Regions from separate parts of the Mus musculus genome. Here regions 2, 3 and 4 are each linked to region 1. Evidence: chromatin contacts called from public Hi-C and HiChIP or PLAC-seq data. All regions are on one chromosome and are shown on one strand. Each heading gives the region's core, a stretch centred on a gene start, on an enhancer-like site or on the middle of the called end of the contact. The rest is flanking DNA. Distances are from core to core; before and after follow the strand shown.

Region 1 (2,700 bases), core at 112-2,611:
TTGGCATTATTTCAGACCTGGCATTAACAAACGTTCCTTCTCATAGCCATTGTCATGTTCTTGCTTTTTTTTTCTTGTTTTTACAATTTACAACACCCCCCAAGGGAAGTGCTGAAGTGCTGGCTAGCGTTTTTTACATGCAAGAATGACAAGAGGTCACTTGCCTTTAATATTTCCTTCTAAGGCAGGTCTGCTAGCACTGAAGTCATGGGTCTGTTTTGCTTGGGAAGCCTTTGGATTCCTCTTATTTTGAACCACAGTTTTGTTGTATACAAGACTGTTAGTTGATAGATTTTTTTTTTTTTTTTTAATTTTATAGCTGGGAAAAGGTCTCACGTTGTAGCAAAGGCTGGCCAGAACTACATAGATCACTCAGGCTAGACTCAAAACAGACAACCTTCTTGCCGAGCTTTCTGGATGCTGAGATTAGAGTTGTGAGCCATCGTCACTCGGCTTTCAGCGCTTTTAACCACTGAGACATGTCTCCAGCCCTACACCTGGCTTCCTCTCCACTTTCAATGTTGTCCCTCCCACTGCTCTCTGCCTCCTCTGCTTCTGCCAAGTCAGCTAATTTTATTATGATTCCTTCAGAAGTAATGTTGTTGTTTTTTAATTTTCCCCCCTGCTGCTTAAAGATGTTCTTTTCTTTGATTTTCAACATGCTCCCCTATGACGTGGAAGCCTCCTATATCAAGGCTCTTTATTTCCTTTGTTCCTCAAATTATCTAATCTCTAATTGTTGCCGGTTAATGTAGTATTGGAAACCTCTAGTGAACTTTCTGTTTCCATTGTTTGGTTTTCTTTTCCCTCCTTAAGTTCCATGGCTCCATGCAATAAGTTTCTGAGAGTGTATTTAACGTAACATTGGATGTTTGATTATTTCTTTAACCATGCATTGTTTCATTCTTTGAACATACACATTGGCTTCTATAAAATGCTTATCCAATAAATCTGACACTTAGTGTCTCTAATTAATACAATCACTTTTAAAAGTGTGTGTGTGTGTGTGTGTGTGTGTGTGTGTGTGTGTGTGTGTGTGTGCTTGTACATGAGTGTAGTGTCTGAAAGGCCTTGGATATCCATGAGCTGGAGCACAGGCAGTTGTGAACTTGGGTGCTCTACAGTAACAGTAAGTCTCTTTCTAGCCCCAGCACAATGTTTCCTATTGCTCTGCTTTGCTTCCTTTATGGACAATACTTCTGTTTCTCTACATGGTTGAAAATTGTACATCTCAGAAAACATTGTAGTGATTTGGGCTACTGGTCCCATTCTCTGGAACTTGTTCTCCTTGTCTCTACTGGAGACTACAGAGTCTGTCCAGAATCAGTGGTTTTGGTAGGGCTTACTTCCTCTCTCCCCTGGCTGCTAAAACACACTGTTGTCAGATGACTGCTTTACAGTTCTTAATTATGCTCTGGGGGCATAGCTTGCACCACAGTTTATCCAATCCAGTTCTGGCATCTTCAACTGAATAGATTCTTAAAGTTCTGGTTTCTTTTGTCCAACGAACAGTAGACAAGTACTCTTTACCCGAGTAGTCAGCAGCCCAGAAGGCAGATCCTTCTTACAGATTAGGAATGGTTTTATGGTCTGGCTTTTTTGTTTATTTGTTGTTTGTTTTTCCTGAAGTATCATCTGAGCTGCCCACTGGAGCTGGGACACTAGTGTGCCTCTCTGAGTGACAGTCTGGGCCCCTGGTTGGTGGGAAAGTTATCCCCAAATGCACTACAAGAGAATTTTGTTTAGAACTATCATGCTAGGAATCACTCAAGACTCAAATTAGCAGGGCTCAATGCAAACTCTTGATACAGGAGTAGCAATGGCAACACATACGCTGCCATCAGGGCATGGAAAAGGAATTCTTGCTTGAGGACAGGCCATACCAACAGTGGGAAATGGGGAAGTGAACCAAATATTGAGAGTATTTCCATTAATATGAAATTCTGACTGAGGAGTCTTGCTAGGACTAAAATCCAAGGATGAAGCCAATATAAAAAAAAAAAAAAGTAAAAGAAGAGAGAAGGGAGAGGGGGGCAGATAGGGAATCGGGAAGACAGAACAGGGAAGGAAACCTTTTACAGTAGACTGGCTCAGCTTGCCCAGGAGTCTGTAGTGGGAGCAGCTGGGGTTTGGGGGTGGGGGTGGAGTTGCCTTTATTAACAACAACAACAACAAAAAAAAAAACCACACACAACATAAGCTGACACAGAAGTGACCCAGACCCCATAGAAACTATACCCCAAGAAATAGCTCCATTTCATGAGTAGGTTCTAAGCCAAATAATGTTCCTACCTCTACCGTGCTAGGATTTAACCTCAGCAGCAGAGATGCAGCACTGAGAGCTGTGATGGCAGACAGAGGAGCTATTCTGGGTCAGACTCTGACCATTTTGTAGATATTCTGCGGGAAATGTTGGTTTGCAGATTGTCCTTAAAACCATTTCCAAAAGTCTGTGGAAGTGTTTCTGTTTGGCAAGGAATTTAACACATGCCTGTTTTTGAGACCTCAGGCTTCAACAAACGCTGAGCACTGAGCACGGAGCACAGAGCACAGGCCACAGGCATCCATGATTGTGTGTGGATCAATTCCCCCAAATCCTTACTCCATCATCCATCCAATTGGTTCTTTCTCTCAAAAGCAAATGGAAAAGATCTCAGAAGAAATTAAACCCATGGGCACCTTGATCTCATATTTGCAATT
Region 2 (2,700 bases), core at 60-2,559, 400 kb after region 1:
GGAGACAGCTATATCAGGCTCCTGTCAGCAAGCACTTGTTGGCATCCACAATAGTGTCTGGATTTGGGAACTGTATATGGGATGGATCCCCAGGTGGGACAGTCACTGGATGGCCTTTCCTTCAGTTTCTGCTCCAAACTTTGTCTTTGTATCTGCTCTCATGGGTATTTTGATCACCTTTCTAAGAAGGACTGAAGTATCCATACTGTGGTCTTCCTTCTTGAGCTTCATGTGGTCTGTGAATTGTATCTTGGGTATTCTGAACTTCTGGGCTAATATTCACTTATCAATGAGTGTGTGTTCTTTTGTGATTGGGTTGCATCACTCAGGATGATATTTTCTAGTTCCATCCATTTGCCTAAGAACTTCATGGATTCATTGTTTTTAATAGCTGAGTAGTAATCCATTGTGTAAATGTACCTCATTTTCTGTATCCATTCCTCTGTTGAGGGACATATGGGTTCTTTCCAGCTTCTGGTTATTATAAATAAGACTGCTATGAACATAGTGGAGCATGTGTCCTTATTACAAGTTGGAGCATCTTCTGGTTATATACCCAGGAGTGGTATAACTGGGTCCTCAGGTAGTACTATGTCCAATTTTCTGAGGAACCGCCAAACTGATTTCCAGAGTGGTTGTTACCAACTTGCAATCCCACCAGCACTGGAGGTATGTTCCTCTTAACCAACCAGTACCCCCAGAGCTCCCAGGGACGAAATCACCAACCAAAGAGTACACATGGAGAGACCCATGCCTCCAGCCACATATGTAGCAGAGGATGGCTTTATGGGACATCGATGAGAAGAGAAGCCCTTGGTCTTGTGAAGGCTCAGTGCCCCAGTGTATTTCAGGACAAGGAAGCAGGAGTGGATGGGTTAGTGAGCAGGGGAAGGGGCTGAGAATGGGGGGACAGTTTGGAGGGGAAATGAGGAAAGGGGATAAAGTTTGAAATGTAAATAAAGAAAATAATAATAATAAAAAAAGAAACAGCAGTAACTGCAAGAGTGTGCTTGAATGAGAGAGCTGTGTGTGTGTGAATGTGTGTGTGGGTGTAAGTGTGTTAGACAGAGCCTTGCTGACGTCATACTTGCTGTGTAGCCCAGGCTTGCTTAGAACTCTTCTGATCCTTCCTGCTTCTGCCTCCTGAGTGCTGGAATTAGAGCTGTGTATCACTGTGTCTGTAATATGCTTACGTGTTTTTATTTCTGAGGATGAAGGAGAATTAAGAGCAAGATGGACAGGGCTGGCGGGAAAGCAGATATGGGTGAAGAGTGGAGAGTAAGCCGGAGGAAGTGCAAGCTGTGCCCTGCGGATAAGCCTGTGGTTTGGCCTCCAAAAAGAGAAGCACACTTTCTCCATTGTCTGGAAAACGGAAGGGAAGCTTGTCTCGTGACAGGAAGGGAAGGGACTCTTTGCTTATAGCTGCAGTTTTATCTGGGGCAGAGTGAGAAGATCATCTGGCAGGAATACATGGGAGGTTTTGAAGCAGGACTTACAAGTTTTGAGGTGTCTACAGCTTTTTCCTAATTGATGATGGGACTGTTGAGATTGCGTGGTGCTGGGAGTGTTGGAGCTGCTTGGCAGTGTTAGGGACCCTGGTGTAGAGGTGTTGCTCTTTACCTGTTATTGCTACAGGCACAAGAGTTATCAGCCGATGGTCTTAGCTTTAGAGTTGTTGGCTAAATTATTTCAGTGTTTTGGCCAGTTTCATTAAACCCACCATAGATTCTTTTGGCATTGGAGACTGTTTTTGTACAATTTAAAAATTTAAAACATCTATTCAAAATCCTTGGGTGCCTGTAATATTGTCTGTAGGATAGAAGTCTGTAGGGCACTGGGTTTCCCAGAGCCATTTGCCATCTAGACTGGTGGAGGGGGACCTTTTGTGGTCTGTGGAGTCTAGGTCCAGGCTGTCTTGCTGGGTGTGGATTAGATTGTGGGCTGATGCTAATGTTTCCAGAGATGACTAAAGAGGTGCTCAGGTGAGCATACAGTCCCTCTGTGCTCGGTTACTGCCTCAGATCTGACTGGGGCTGCCCGCTGCCTGCGGTGATCTCTGATGGACACCATAGGTTCTAGACCCAGTGTGGAGGGACAGGGTAGAGGTCTTCGCTGATGATGATGACTTTCTGGTTCTTCCCCATCCCGTTCTGTGTACTGAGTTTCACAGAGGAAAGCTGGCAGTACTCATCCCTGGGGCTTGTTGAGCAGCACGCTTTATGAATACTTGACTCCGCTCCATGAAGTCAGCAGTGCTCGTGGCTGACTCTGCAGCGGAGTTGTGTTGCAAGCGTGCAGTGCTGGCTTCGCTCTTGGCTCTTCTTTGCTAGAATCCCCGTTCTTGTTTTCCTTGCATCTTTCCCACCTATTAATTTATGTCATTTGATTCTATGTGTCAGTATGATTTTCATAGAACGAGCTGTGGTAATAAAGTAAATTTTGAGTCTAAAAAGAATGAGCCTTTCTGTTTCATGATTATATTTACCCTGCGGTATCAGATAAATATCTCCTGTCCTGTGGTCCCTAATGGAGTATTGATGGGGCCGGAGAGATGGCTCAGTGGTTAAAAGCACTGACTGCTTTTCTAGAGACCTGGGTTCAATTCCTACACCACATGGCAACTTATAACCACCTCCAATTCCAGTTCCAAAAGATCTGATGCCATTTTCTGTCCTCTTTAGGGATCTAGTAAAGAAATAT
Region 3 (2,700 bases), core at 32-2,531, 370 kb before region 1:
GGTGGTTTATTGGTGCCATCCACCCATTCTGCAAAACCAACGAAGTCATGTTAAGAGTGAAACGACAAATTGTATCTTATATCTCGGGTATACTAAGTTTCTAGGCTAATATCCACTTATCAGTGAGTACATATCATTTGAGTTCTTTTGTGATTGTGTTACCTCACTCAGGATGATGCCCTCCAGGTCCAACCATTTGCCTAGGAATTTCATAAATTCATTCCTTTTAATAGCTGAGTAGTACTCCATTGCGTAAATGTACCACATTTTTTGTATCCATTCCTCTGTTGAGGGCATCTGGGTTCTTTCCAGCTTCTGGCTATTATAAATAAGGCTGCTCTGAACATAGTGGAGCATGTGTCCTTCTTACCAGTTGGAACGTCTTCTGGATATATACCCAGAAGAGGTATTGCGGGATCCTCCGGGAGTACTATGTCCAATTTTTTGAGGAACGGCCAGAATGATTTCCAGAGTGGTTGTACAAGCCTGCAATCCCACCAACAATGGAGGAGTGTTCCTCTTTCTCCACATCCTCGCCAGCATCTGCTGTCACCTGAATTTTTGATCTTAGCCATTCTGACTGGTGTGAGATGGAATCTCAGGGTTGTTTTGATTTGCATTTCTCTGATGATTAAGGATGCTGAGCATTTTTTCAGGTGCTTCTCAGCCATTCGGTATTCCTCAGGTGAGAATTCTTTGTTTAGCTCTGAGCCCCATTTTTTAATGGGGTTATTTGATTTTCTGGAGTCCACCTTCTTGAGTTCTTTATATATATTGGATATTAGTCCCCTATCTGATTTAGGATAGGTAAAGATCCTTTCCCAATCTGTTGGTGGCCTTTTTGTCTTATTGACGGTGTCTTTTGCCTTACAGAAGCTTTGCAGTTTCATGAGGTCCCATTTGTCAATTCTTGATCTTACAGCACAAGCCATTGCTGTTCTATTCAGGAATTTTCCCCCTGGGGCCAAAAAGTGGGAATGGGTGGGTAGGGGAGTGGGGGGGGGAGGGTATGGGGGACTTTTGGGGTAGCATTGGAAATATAATTGAGGAAAATACGTAATAAAAATATTTAAATATTAAAAAAGAGTGAAACGGCATTGGTTTATATTCCATTTCCTTGTTACTCACAAGCTCTGAGCTTGTCACCCCAAATAAAGCCACATTTAGATATATGTGCTGCAAGGGGACATTTTATGTCACTTGGCATCCCTATACCCTTTCAGTCCCTTCAATTAAACCACCATTTTTGATGCAGCCACTAGAGGTCAGCAAATCTCCACAACCAATGCTGTTAGACAAAGGCTGTTTTCATGGGAATGGTGGCTTCCTTACACAAGTACAGTGGTAGTGTATCACATGGAGTTCTTACTCTACAGCAAGCATGTGTGCTCACAGTGTATTACTCTATTGTAGACAAATGATAAGCAGGAAATGCAAGGTGGCTAGTTATGAAAGAAGCAGAAAAAAGAGGCTTGGTAACAGGAAACTTTACTAGAGTCACTCCTGCCCACCTAAGAAACCCAAGTTAAGCAGACAAAAACAGGGTGAGTTCCTTAACATGTGTGTATACAACAGTAATCATTTCTTAGTGGAAACCGGTGAGTATCTTAAACAACAACAACAACCCATATTAAATATTAAATAAAAGGCAAGACATTCCTCGTCCCCTAGCCAGGAAAACTAACCAGAACATTTTTCAAGGATCTAACACTGATTTCCGAACAGTTGTTATTTAGAACTTTTGGGGAAAATGACTACAAACTAAATCTCGACAAATACACGAAGAAGTCAGGGGAAAAACCAAGAGACAGATGGCATATGTCACAGGTATATAAGAGCTGATTAGGTGACATTAACACAATAGACAAAACCGTAGACAACCCAGAATTCAACTGGAGTGGGTCAGAACTTAGCATTTAATAGAAGCATCATCTCTAATAGTGGGAAGGACTCTTAGCTAAATGATACTGGAACAAATACCAAAGTGCTTAAACATTAAAAAATGTCCCTAGTCCTAAACATAAAAAAACCTGAAATACAATTACATAATATATTTAAAAATTAGTAGGGTGCCATGGCACACACTTAAAAATCCCAATACCCAGGAGTCAGGTAGATTTCTGTGAGTTTAAAGTCAGCCTGCTCTACAAAGTGAGTTCTAGATCAGTAATGGCTACATAGAGAGACCCTGTCTCAAAACAAACAAATCCTTAAACAATGGAAAAGTTATATAATAAAAGAACATTTTGTAATTAAAAACAAAAGAAACCATAAAAAAAAAAAAGAACATTTTTCTAAGCACAAATTCAGTGCTAGAATCAATAAAGGAAAACATCAGCAGAACTAATCAGAATAAAGTTAAATGCATTTGGAATTATTGGTGTGTTTACATATTTTTAGATGCCAGTAGAAAATAAAATCACTTTACAAAAGAAAATATATAAATAGCCAATACACACTAATAGCTTTTAAGGATGTAAAACATACATTTTCCTCATCACACTGGTTTATGTGTACCCAGTGACAACAAGGCTGGCACGAATAAGTTATTTTTACACTATGCCAGCAGTGCTAAAGCTAAGAACAAAATCAGTGAAATATTTATATCTCCAAGATTAACCTCAGTGAAATAACTAGAAATGCTCTGCCCAGTGTAGAAGAGACCCTCCTACTGGATGCCTGCAGAAGACAGCTTCTTGC
Region 4 (2,700 bases), core at 151-2,650, 380 kb after region 1:
AATTTATACACTAGCAAAAGGACAGTGAAAACATGATGCTAATGAGACAAAATAGCAACAGGCTATATACAGCACAATTTTTGTGGAACGGCGGGGCTTCTGTTCCCTAGAGTAATGCAGCCCTGTGCACGAGCTCTGCACTTAGGCTGCAACACATGGATGCAGTTTTAAATTTGATGACAGCTCATCTTACTGTAATAAACTTAAAAAAAACTTTTTGATGTCAAAAAATTCCAAACCCCATAGCTTAGAACACAAACCTCCCTTTTTTCTTTTTCTTGCTGTTTCTTGCTTTGACAAGTCCCAGGGATTAAGCCCAGAGCCTCATGCATTCAGAGATCCTGTTTCTTCTCTTATTCCTTAATGTTCAAAAAGTAATTCTTATTAGTTTACTTTGTGTGTGTGGTGGTCAGAGGATAACTGGTAGGAGTCCAGGGGATTGAACTCGGGTTGTCAGGCTTGGCAGCAAGCACCTCCACCTGCTGAGCCATCTTGCAAGCCCATTCTTAATTTTTTCCTGTGACCAGACTCTTGGTGCAGTTTTCATTTCTTCTTCAGTGACTCAGTTAACCGTGGACATAAAGAGGAACCACCCTTCTCTGGACTGAGCCACATTGGCTGGGATCTGGAGCAGCCATGGACCAAGCAAATGGCTCTGCAGAGACATCCACGTGGACTTGGGGGTTGAAAATTCGTATTACAAAGGAATATAGGACGCTTCTAGCACAGGTGTCCAGGGCACCACGCCTCGAGGAATTCCTAAGATGTGGATTGGAATCTGGGTACTATTGCTGAGCCAACGCCTCAGAGCTGACACTGTTGGAGACAAAGGAATGATATGAACACTGACTGACCATAGGAAGCATGGCCCTCTGGGATAGGGTTACAGGCTTCCTTCCAGTTCAGCCTTGTGTTAATTTTCAGTTTTGGTTGTGGGTTTGAAGGCCTCCCACTGCCACAGCTGGAGGGTGAGTTTGTCACAAACCCTGAGCACGAGAGAGCTCTGCCAGAAGGTGGTTTGAGTAGTGTCCAGAGGAAGGAGGGCGTGCTTCCGTTCCCTTCTTAGATCAGAAAGGCAGTTTCAACTCGGTGGCCCTTTCTTTTCCCACAGACGGTTTTAAGATCGACCACAGAAATTATATCTCTCCCAAGGAGGGACATACGTGTCAAATGGCACAATTTGGCACATAAATTTTGTCCCTGAGAGGCTCACAAATTCCAGAGTCTGTGTCTGATAAAAAGGACACTTTCAGTCTTCCTGAAAATGTGGGGGGATTTAAAGCACATTTAGAGATGAGAGCGGGGAAGGCTGTTGTCATCGTAACATCTGATACTTGCCATTGGTCTGTGAGTCTGTCCTGTCCTGTTCCTTGCCTGAGTGGCTTTTGCCCTCAAGAGAGTTTGGTCTGGGGTAATGATTTACCCATATTTGATCACATAGAACAGACTAGTATTTTGTTTCTTCTACACTCTGGTTCTGACAACCAAGAAAGTTCTTTACTAACGTTTTTGACACATCTGAATTGTCTTATTTTGTGAGATGAATGAGTGGTGGTTACAAGGATGGTTTGGGAACTGGAGAGACGGCTCAGTGGTTAAGAGCACTTGCTGCTCTTGCAGATGACTACGCTGTATTGCCAGCACCCGCATGGCTGCTCCCTGTAGCTCTATTTCTAGGGGATTTAATGCCTTCTTCTGGCCCCCAACCCCGGTAGGTTACCAATGACAGACCAAAGTAATGATTCTGTCTAACTAGCTTAGTGGACGAGTGGGTTTATTTGGGCTTACTAAATAGGATGCAGGTGACCCCACACAGCTATTGTGATGGTTTGAATATGTTTGGCCATGGGAAGTGGCACTATTAGGAGGTATGGCCTTGTTGGAGGAAGTGAGTTACTGTGGGGGTGGGCTTTGAGGTCCTATGCTCAAGTTCTGCCCAGTGCAGAAGAGAGCCCCATCATGGCTGCCTGCTGAAGAATCTCCTGTCTGCCCTTGGATCAAGATCTAGAACTCTTGAGTTCCTTCTCCAGAACAAAGTCTGCCTGCAGGATGCCATGCTTCCTGCCATGATGGCAATGGACTGAACCTCTGAAACTGTAAGCCAGCTCCAATTAAATGTTTGCCTTTATAAGAGTTGCATTGGTCATGGTGTCTCTTCACAGAAATAAACCCTAAGACAGGTATGTATCACTAAAGTCTCATCCCTGCCTGGGTGAGACTTCCCTTCACTCCTTCTCCTTAGCTGTATAGATGGAGCATGCCTTTATTTATCTTCTCTGTTCTATCTGACAGGTATGTCCCACATGTATCCCACGGGCTGCATATGCCCCAGGAGAGCTGTGAGTGGGGCCCAGTACAAATCGGAACTTACTTTATGTATGACGTCTTGTAACTTGATTGATGCTTCTTGAGCATGAACTGTGTGTGTGACAACTTTGTGTTGCAATATCAGAAGATGGGACACTTGCCTGAGCTGCTCCTAGGTCATAACACAGGTAGAGACAGAAATTAAATATGGCCAGGAGGAAGGGGTGCTGGAGGGAGTGGCCCTAATCTCAGGTGAGGGTCTGATGATCCTCTGCTCCCTGGGACGCATCAGTAGACTCATCGTCTGCTAAGATGCTGATGGCTGTTGTGCTTGAAGGACAAGGTGGTGTGGGACAGCCATGCGTGAGACCTAGACTCTTTAGATGTTGTTGA

What was found. A called contact is a pair of places that touch in the nucleus more often than the background predicts. HiChIP or PLAC-seq counts read pairs in DNA pulled down with a chosen protein or histone mark.
Region 2: a contact with region 1 is called in an H3K27ac HiChIP or PLAC-seq map of microglia, with 4 times the contacts expected there. The contact joins two enhancer-like sites.
Region 3: a contact with region 1 is called in a Hi-C map of bone marrow-derived macrophages, with 3 times the contacts expected there. The contact joins two enhancer-like sites. A contact is called at or near these places in 2 of 15 datasets of contacts at CTCF or cohesin (the NIH/3T3 cell line and pro-B cells), 5 of 484 Hi-C or Micro-C datasets (the G1E-ER4 cell line, bone marrow-derived macrophages, liver and 2 more) and 1 of 9 other capture datasets (embryonic stem cells).
Region 4: a contact with region 1 is called in an H3K27ac HiChIP or PLAC-seq map of microglia, with 4 times the contacts expected there. The contact joins two enhancer-like sites.

The regions. Positions count from the first base shown.
Region 1 is chr4:59,464,285-59,466,984 of GRCm38.p6, forward strand. No RefSeq gene overlaps it. Among named protein-coding and RNA genes, the nearest start is that of Susd1, 27 kb to the left of the region's middle. Within about 2 kb of position 1,362, at least 23 of the 459 cell types and tissues checked have an H3K27ac peak or open chromatin away from gene starts, as enhancers often do. A contact at or near this core is called in bone marrow-derived macrophages and microglia, where this site is marked.
Region 2 is chr4:59,862,737-59,865,436 of GRCm38.p6, forward strand. All of the region lies in intron 2 of Snx30 (sorting nexin family member 30), which reads left to right. Among named protein-coding and RNA genes, the nearest start is that of Slc46a2, 51 kb to the right of the region's middle. Within about 2 kb of position 1,310, at least 58 of the 459 cell types and tissues checked have an H3K27ac peak or open chromatin away from gene starts, as enhancers often do. A contact at or near this core is called in microglia, where this site is marked.
Region 3 is chr4:59,095,295-59,097,994 of GRCm38.p6, forward strand. All of the region lies in intron 5 of Shoc1 (shortage in chiasmata 1), which reads right to left. Among named protein-coding and RNA genes, the nearest start is that of Gm35527, 21 kb to the right of the region's middle. Within about 2 kb of position 1,282, at least 8 of the 459 cell types and tissues checked have an H3K27ac peak or open chromatin away from gene starts, as enhancers often do. A contact at or near this core is called in bone marrow-derived macrophages, where this site is marked.
Region 4 is chr4:59,844,056-59,846,755 of GRCm38.p6, forward strand. All of the region lies in intron 1 of Snx30 (sorting nexin family member 30), which reads left to right. Among named protein-coding and RNA genes, the nearest start is that of Snx30, 40 kb to the left of the region's middle. Within about 2 kb of position 1,401, at least 67 of the 459 cell types and tissues checked have an H3K27ac peak or open chromatin away from gene starts, as enhancers often do. A contact at or near this core is called in microglia, where this site is marked.